Regions from separate parts of the Danio rerio genome. Here region 1 is linked to region 2. The links are chromatin contacts, called in public Hi-C maps. All regions are on one chromosome and are shown on one strand. Each heading gives the region's core, a stretch centred on a gene start, on an enhancer-like site or on the middle of the called end of the contact. The rest is flanking DNA. Distances are from core to core; before and after follow the strand shown.

Region 1 (4,975 bases), core at 1,334-3,833, 63 kb before region 2:
GGCTAATAATATTGAAAAATGGTTTGGAAAAACTTAAAAACTGCTTTTATTCTAGCCGAAATAAAACAAAGACTCCAGAAGAAAAATATATTATAGGTAATACTGTGGAAAAAATCCTTGCACTGTTTTTTAATAACATCTATTTAAGTTATTTTTGCTTTTACAAAACTACAACAAGAAAGAGAGAGAGAGAGAGAGAGAGAGAGAGAGTGAGTCATTGAATCATTGTAAATATACTGATTATTATTGTTTTTATTACCGTTAAAACATTACCGTTTATTATCCTAAAACGTGGCCGAATCGATCTCTACCTTGCTCTGTTAAACATCATTTGGGAAATATATATAAGTTAAAAAAATAATTCGCAGGACAGCAAATAATTTTGACTTCTACTAATATAGTGTCCTGTGAGAGTCCCGCAGGAATGTAGATTTTACTTCCCCTCCTAAAATCTGCTCTGCTTCATCAGTTTAATCCTCTTTAAAATCCTGCCACACAGGAAAGACATTGCTCACATGCTGACACTCTACACGAGACCCCTGACGTAAAGTAAAACAGCAGCATGTATGTATGTATTATGGCGTACCTGAGCTGTAACTGTCTGTTGAAGATTGTGAGATGGAGCGGGACAAAGACCTGCGGCCGATCTTGGTGGGACGTTTGTTGAACTCTTGCTTCTGGTCTGCAAACTGAATCTGTGTGGAAAAAAGAAAGTATCGGGTGAGACTCCTTGAAGTGGCTAAATTCCTTCCTTCATTTATTTTCCTTCAGCTTAGTCTCTGATTTATCAGAGGTCATGAACCGACAACAACTCCAGCATATGTTTTACACAATGGATGCCCTTGGAGCTGCAACCCAGTACTGGGAAAGTACTCAGTTAGCACTGTCGCTCCAGAGCAAGAAGGTCACTGGTTTGAGTCTAAGCAGGGCAAGTAGGCATTTCTGTGAGGAGTTTGTATGTTCTCCCCATGTTGGCGTGGGTTTCCTCTGGGTTTTCCGGTTTCCCCCACAGTCCAAAGGTATGCGCTACAGGTAAATTGAATAAACTCAATTGTCCATATGTTAATGTCCTAAATTGTGTATGAGTGTGTGTGAATGCGAGAGTGTATGAGTGTTTCCCAGTACTGGGTTGCAACCGAAAGACCATCTGCTGTGTAAAACAGATGCTGGAATAGTTGGCGGTTCATTCAGCTGAGTTGACCCCTGATAAATAAAGGACTAAAGACTGATTTATACTTCTGTATCGAGTGTTCGGTGTGACCCACGGCACCTGCCTTGCAGGTAGCGGTGCATTTATACACCTGCATGCTGTTTGCGTTGCAAATGTTCCCCTGTTTCCTGTTTCTTTGCTGGTGTTTTGTTTTTTCTGAATGCTACCTCAAATGTACAAGTAGCTAAAACTCGCTCATTCAGAAGCGGGAACTGGCGAACGTGCAACAACATTAATCATAAGGTAAATACAAAACAACAGTTTCCATGTTGAGCTACTATACAGGATTCGACACTTGTAAACACTCCCTCCAATGGGTTTGCACGACTCTCTGCCCCGCCCACACTGGTCACAGCTACGAAGCAGACTAATCACAGAGCTAGCGATACGCAACGTTGCGACGTGCAGTTACATTTGAGAGGTGTGTGTCAGCGTCAGCCATGCTGAGGGCTATGCGACCACACCCGAGCATACACATATACGCTTAAGGCAGAAGTATATTTCAGCCTTAAGCCAAAAGAAAATGAATGAATGATACTAATCACAATATTGTTAGTTACATATTTTTGCAATGATTTCTAATTAAAACATGAATATTTTGCACAATTTGGAATGCTAATTTCACTGCTTAATGACATTTAGCATTAAAATAATAAATAAAAAAAGATTGTTGTCTTTTTTCTTATTTTGAGATCTGTTTAAATTAATTATTAGATAGCAAAATATCAAGAAGCTTCAATCACAACAAATGTGATTTTAAGCTCTAAAATAAAAACCTTTTCATTTGAAAATATGAGCAAAACGAAAAATAAAAACAATGATTAACATTTTACCAAAACCGATACCTAATAAATCCGGAGAAACTTTTCTTCTGTCTTTACACAGGCACACACACACACACACACACACCCACACACACACACACACACACGAAATAAAAACTGGCAATATATTTTAACAAGTTGTATTTTAAACCCCAAATGATCTTTGAACTGTTTTCCTGTACTGCTCCAAGATAATGCTAAACAGTGTGCCTATGACCACAGGAAGTGTTAAATGAGTATGCAAACAATGACAAATCCCAACACAACGCTGCGATTCAAACATTAAGCTGAATTAGCCTTTACTCAGAAAGTGAGAAGGAAATCCTAATCTTTAACAAAACCTGACCGGCCAGAGAGGCACTTCCTGTTTCATCCCAGTTATGCGGGTTTAGTGTAATATTTCATTACCATAACCTCAACAGCAACAGCATAAGCGTACTTTAAAACCCCTAAGCTTCTCTCAATGAAAGTCTGAAGAGCACCCACCATAGATTGTGTCGGTAAAATGCGCTACTATTAATGTCGCGGCAGCTGTTGCCTAGAGAGAAGAGTGCGCTGTGTGAAGCGTGAGAGGATTACGCCGCGGTGCAGTCATCCCCTGCTGACGTTATTATCTAAGTCAACAGCAAGCCTCAAATCCCCCCGCTCCATCAAGAGATTTTTTTAAAAGCATGACTATTACATAACCCTGTGCCATATCAGTGTGCAAATCAAGCATGCAGTGAGAGATCGCAGTGATTAATCTTTACGTTAAAGCAATAAGAGGTGCTGTTTTCAGGATGGATGGATGGCTTTTGGACCATGAGTAAAACGCACAGTTACACAGACGAGTGTGCGGCGGCCTAATTTACAGACCTTAACTCACACAGACATATCATTGTGTCTGAAAGCCCTTTAAAGGAGGACTTATGCAAAAATCACTTATTATAAGGTTGTGTGGTAACATTGTGTGAATATATCCAGGCTCTAATAGTAAAGAGTTATTAATTCTGCTTTTTTTATAATCACACTTGATAAAAACAGGCAGCAGAAACACTTTGATTTACATTCTGCCTTTGTTCACGTCATCAGAGGGCGAAAGCCCCACCCATTAGGGACGATCTCATCCTCATTAACATAAACAGCCCTGAATGAGATGCAGCCGACCGCCATTAGAGCTTTCAGCTGCTGAAGATAACGTCAGCGACTGAGAGGATTAAAAATGTGGAGATTTAGGATGCACAAATGAACAGATTTCTATCTCTCTTTCTCGCTCACGTGTTACATGCCAGCACTTATTTGGTTATTTTGTTGCTTATTTTTATATCTCATCATGTGTTTCTGTCTGTCACCCAGTCCCCTTCTGTACTTGCTCTGCCTACTCCCGTCTCTGATTGGCTGTTTCACTTGTTCTTCCTGCAACCAATTCCATCTCTCCTGCTACCTGAGTGGTTACCACTCTGCCCAAGTCCCAGCCAATCCCTGCATGCCACCTGGCTTTTAAGGGTGCATTCACATCTGTAGTTCGCTTCATTTGGTCCGACCCAATGGCAATAAATGATACATTGTAGCATTTTCTGTTGTCTTTGGGTCGTTTTCACACAACACTGCTGGCTTTGGTCTGAATTAAACGAAAAGAACCAAAATGCACTCATCTGACAAAACCCACATCATTCATTGGCCAGACGTTGTTGAACATAGTTCCTAAACTGCTTATCGATTGGTCAGAATTCATGTGTGGAAAAATGCCAATGGAACTCCCGCAAGTAAACAAACCGGCAAACACAAGTAGTCAGTGGTTCATATATACATTATATTCATAAAGACTGTCATTTGCTTGGTCTCTAAATGAATCATCAGTTTTGAATGAATCACTTGAATGTTTGATTCATTGAATGATTAATCCATGATAGCACCTTGCTGCCATCAACTATTGGTTTAAATGTCAACTTTATTTATCGATGACACACAAATCAAAGCATTGTTTAGTATCATTATGAGAAAATAAATTCTAAAACAATATTCAAATTTGAGCATTTTAAAATGAGCCGAATCACACACAGACGTTATTTGAAATAAAATATTTCCCATTATAGATTGATACAACTTGGACCGCTTTCTAGCCACAATCAAGCTGTGCCACAGTTTGATGTCAGACCAATTATTTTCTCTATCCATTTCTAAAGAAACCAAGCCATGAAAAAGAAAATGACATGTTTTAAAATAAATGCCCTGAATTTGCATTTGCCCAAAGCTGAAAGATCAAGTCCAACAAGAGTCAACGATGCTGGGAAGAGATTGCATCGGACCCCCTCTTGCTCTGCTCGGCAGAAGCCACACGCTGTGCACACAGATGGCTTTGGACTATTTTCATTCCAGAAGGGTAAGCTTACATCCCGAAGACCACCCTGTTGCTTTCTCCCCTCTTACCTTCCTAACTGAAGGCTCGGAGATCTCTCCATCCTTCTTTTTCTTCAGCATGACAGAGCAGCCAACAAAAGAAACAACGCTAAAAGGAAAAACCGGTGTAGAGGACTTGTATACTACCGTTATGCGCCACCGGTCTGAACTGATCCATTGGCTTGCGCCGCACAATGCTAGACTGTTCCCTTTGTGCATCACTTTTAATTGTTAATTGTTTCAAGGCTGGAAGAATTCTGGCTTGAAAAAAAAAATGTGTGTCTGTGTGTTTGTGAAGGCTTTTGGGGTGGGGTTTCAGAAGGTGATTACTTTGTCTAATGCTCAAGATAACGACACATGCCAAGGACACATACTGCCACCAAATACAATTACAATACACTCTTTGTGCTTTTCCTCGGAAGACAAGGGACAGAACGGATGTCAATTACTCTGGTATGTTCTTCAGTTCTTTCAACCTTACCTTTGGAGCTAACGTCAGTCTCAAAAGCTGTGCTTCCATCCAAAGATGAGAGTTACTGTGCGTTCACACCGAAAGCAGCAA
Region 2 (4,774 bases), core at 1,902-4,401:
GTTACTTATATTAAAAATATTGGAAACCCACAACTTTTGACTACCATGGTGTTTGTTTTTCCTACAATGGATAAATTTTATTAAAATATCCTCTTTTTTTGATCTTTTATTTCAATGGCTTGGAATCCCTTGAGTGCAGGTAAAATGAAAATAAATGTTTGCTCATCTTTTTAGTGGAACTGTGGCTTTAACAAGACTTTGTTAAATGTTGTTGTCATTGTAAATCAGATGTGTGATTTCTTAGCCAAAACTCTTTCAGCTGACTCACCCGAGCCCCTGAGTCCAAGAAGGCGATGCTGGTCTGGGCTGACAACAATTGTGGACGGGGCCATCGTGTACTTGAAATACTTCCAGAAGTCAAAAAGTGCATTGAGACTGAACAGGGAAGCCAGGGCAAGTTCTGTCCAACAAAACCACAGTGAGGAGAAAAGCTGTATACTACTGTAGGTCACTTACAGTAGGAGATTTACTTACCGATATACCAGATGGGCCAGTAAGTTATGTTGTAGTATCTGCTTAGAAGCTTTCCGGACCTAAAAGACAAGGTGACTTGGTTACTTGAATTTAAGAAATAATACATTTTAAATAGTTTAAATAATTTACAACTAGGCATGGGACAGTATTGATTTACCGCGGTTTGAAAAAGTCACATCTTTTATACCATTCCCGTTGGATTTTTTTTAGTGCAGCAGTATCTCCAGCAGCAAAGGACAATCCAAATAAAAATGCTACAAACAATTATAAACGCTTCTTAAACATGTATGCATCTTGAATAGAATTGTATTTATCTATTTACGCCAGAAATTTTACTGTGCATAATTGTTTGGATGACCATGTTGTTGTTGTTTTTTATTTTATTTTAATAATAAATAAATAAATAAATAAATAAAATAAATAAAATAAATAAAAATAAAATAAATAAAGTAAATAAAATAAAATAATTTTATTAAAATAAAAAAATATATTTTAATAATTTAAAAAAAAATATTTACCATGTTTTATTCATTCATTCATTCATTTTCTTGTCGGCTTAGTCTCTTTATTAATCCGGGGTCGCCACAGCGGAATGAACCGCCAACTTATCCAGCACGTTTTTACGCAGCGGATGCCCTTCCAGCCGCAACCCATCTCTGGGAAACATCCACACACACACTCACACACTACGGACAATTTAGCATACCCAATTCACCTGTACCACATGTCTATGGACTGTAGGGGAAACCGGAGCACCCGGAGGAAAGCAACACGAATGCAGGGAGAACATGCAAACTCCACACAGAAACGCCAACAGAGCCGAGGCTCGACCCAGCGACCTTGCTGAGAGGCGACAGCACTACCAACTGCGCCACTGCATCGCCTACCATGTTATAATTCATTCATTTATTTTATTAGTGTTGCTGTATTTTGTTTAGAGCATATGCATGTACATGTCATCAATTATTTATCATTCAGTTTTTCCTGTATCTGTAACTGTATTTGTGAATCCTGCCTAGTTGGAGAAAATAAAATAGTTGGGAAGTTAGGAAAAAATTGTTTCTTAAAATAAAATATACTATGTTTAATGGGGGAAAAGTGTTTTTTATTTTATAGAGAGAATATACACAAGTACAAAAAAAACGTTTAAAAGTAAAAAAAAAAAAAGATCCTCCAATTTTTACTTGAATATACAAAATATTTTATTTTATAGTTTAAAAAAAAGTTGCTATTTTTTACCCAGACATTTAAAAAGAATATTTGTTTTTCGAGCAGTAATCACAATACTGTTGTACCGTGAAACCATGATATTTTTACCTAAGATTATCATTCCCTCAGAATCTTATACCGGCCCCATGCCTAATAGGAACTCACATCTCAGTGTAGATCATCCCAGCCAGAGACATATTGAGCACAGCCCAAGCCAGAACGACCTGCCGTGCCTGCTCCTCCTTCCTCAGCTTTATGGTCCTCTCAATGAGGGAGGTCATGCCTTCTTTTGAGGGGGTCATTTCTGCAGTTGATCTTCTGACTATCACACTAGATTGAAAGAAAAATTTATTTAAACAGACAGACACTATCGCTTTATCGTCTATAGCGAATAAAACTTAAAAGTACAATATAAACAACACCAGCACCTATATAGGTTAATGGATTTAAACTGAGGTAAAGCTGGTTTTATATACTTACACATTCGTTTATTTTTGAACATTGACAACACTTTGAACAACGGATACTGTTTACTATAATACATTGAATATTTGGTCTGAAATTGCATGTAATTATGACTTCAAAACAACATAAGCACTATTTAATTGACAGTAAATACTGTTGTACTTTGATAGTCATTTGGCTGCTAATGTGATTTGTCTATTTAGAATCTGCAATACTAATTTCTGATATTACTCTATTAAGTAGAGAGTCTGAATGTGCGAATATAAATACAACTTTACCCTAATATGGATATATTACAGCATCAGAACTATATTAATACAAATAAAAGGTTTTGCATCTAATGGGATATCAAGTTATAAAATATTTTAAAATAAAATAAATATTGTAAATATAATATATTATGAGGGTTATAATCCATTTTAACCAGTATTATTCATCAGCAGTTATGAGCTCGACTGTAACTTAAAGAATGTTGGTCTAGAAAACGTTAGCAATTCGCTGCTAATATGAGTTCAATACTTAGAATTATGAAAGAAAATACTTTTCTGATTTTATATTATAAAGGAGAAAGTCTGAATGTGTGAATATAAATCCAATTTACCCTAATATGGATATATTACAGCACCAGAACGACTAAAATGCGATCCTACATTTTGTGTCTAATATTAAATCAAGTTTTGGAATATTATATAGTAAATATGATAAATTATGAGCATGATAATCCATTTTAACCAGCAATCATGTGCAGTTATGAGCTTTACGTACAATGTGCACTTGTGAAATACTTCACTGGTAAGTTAAACTCTGCACTGCGACAGCTGGAGAACTCGAGCGACAGTAAATAAAATACGAAATAATATATAAATTTCGATGTAAACAACTCGTGAATGATGCACAGATATGATTCAAATGTGTTTTGATACATACTTCCTCTGCACCAGTCCTCCATGAACGCGGTAAAGTGTGAAGAAGGAAGCCGGAGACGCAAACGAACAGCAACAGAGTGAAGACAGACGCAAATAAATTACGACAAAAGACGTTTTCTTCCAAAATAAAAGTCCTTTTATATCAGGCAGCGTGCTAAAGTTACTTCATATATATACTTTATATATATACATATTACTTTAGGATATATTTACAGCAGCATTTTAAATGGGCGGAAGATTAAAAACCACATACTGTAAAAACACAGATAAAACAAAAGAGGTAAGAACAATCAGGGTATTACTTTATTAGAACAGTTGTGCATTACATAAACTATTTTAGTTCAGCTCGACGTTTCCTAGATATAAAAGTAAATTTTCACATATTTTTCAATCGTTTTAATGATTTTGATTACGAAGATTGGATTTAATTATTTTATTTATTTATATAATCAATGTGCGACGGTCAAATTTTTCTATAAAATGAATTGTTGTTCTAAATAATAATAATAATAATATGATAACTATATTAAAAAATCTTGATGTTACAAACTTCCTGCAAGCCCATTTAAAAGCAGCAGAGGTCAGCAAAGTACTGCAACGAATGCCTACATACTTAGAATAATAGATGACAATATAAAAAGGTTTTCTAATAGCTAATCACTCATAAATTCTAATAATAACTAATTGCAGAATATATATATATATATATATATATATATATATATATATATATATATATATATATATATATATATATATATATATATATATATATATATATATATATATATATATATATTTGATTTTGATTAACTTGCTTATGTACTAAAATATATATATATATATATATATATATATATATATATATATATATATATATATATATATATATATATTTATATATACTAAAAATCTATCAAATTAAGGCAGAAGGCAAAACAACAAAGTCAAAGTATATGCATATAGTAGAGAAAGAGAGAGAGATCAATCATAGATAGATAGATAGATAGATAGATAGATAGATAGATAGATAGATAGATAGATAGATAGATAGATAGATAGATAGATAGATAGATAGATAGATAGATAGATAGATAGATAGATAGATAGATAGATAGATAGATAGATAGATAGATGGATAGATAGATATGGGATGTGTGTGTGAATGAATAAGTTACTGTAAATAAATTAATATACAAGTTAGTAATGAAGTAATGAACGGACACATTTTGTCTTCTTTTTTTGTCTTCTTTCAGGTCTCGGAGAAACAGAAATGATGCATTATGTAAGCCAGAGTCCTTACTGGACGTTGTCCTTCATCTACTTTGATATGTGATGAGCCGCTGCTCACAGCCTGGAGCAGGAAAACCCATCGGCCGCTACACAGGACTGATGCATTAAAGGGATGGGTTCACCCAAAAATAAACATTTACTGACTAATTACTCTCCCTCAGGTGCTCCCAGTTCTGAAGAAGATATTTTGAGAAATGCTGAAAACATTTAAGATGAAAAACTAATATGGAAGTCAATGGTCACAGGTTTTCAGCATTTTTCTAAATATCTTCTATTGTGTTCAACAGAAGACAAAAAAGAGTAACTGATTTGGAACAAATAAACAGTGTGTAAAAATGGCAGAATTGTCAGTTTTGTGTGAACTATCCCCTTTAATTCAGTATTTTGTCGCAGGAAAAACTGATTGA

The links. A called contact is a pair of places that touch in the nucleus more often than the background predicts.
Region 1: a contact with region 2 is called in a Hi-C map of embryo, with 2.0 times the contacts expected there. The contact joins the enhancer-like site here to the promoter of tmem209 in region 2. A contact is called at or near these places in 2 of 18 Hi-C or Micro-C datasets (embryo and skeletal muscle).

What each region holds. Positions count from the first base shown.
Region 1 is chr4:5,757,034-5,762,008 of GRCz12tu, reverse strand. It overlaps ahcyl2b (adenosylhomocysteinase like 2b), which reads right to left. Exons shown (of 17, transcript NM_201340.1): 2 at 587-695. Among named protein-coding and RNA genes, the nearest start is that of strip2, 32 kb to the left of the region's middle. Within about 2 kb of position 2,583, at least 6 of the 62 cell types and tissues checked have an H3K27ac peak or open chromatin away from gene starts, as enhancers often do.
Region 2 is chr4:5,695,300-5,700,073 of GRCz12tu, reverse strand. tmem209 (transmembrane protein 209) reads right to left here and starts at 3,151. Exons shown (of 15, transcript NM_001270973.1): 1 at 3,076-3,151; 2 at 1,849-2,013; 3 at 475-533; 4 at 269-400. The coding sequence starts at 1,985.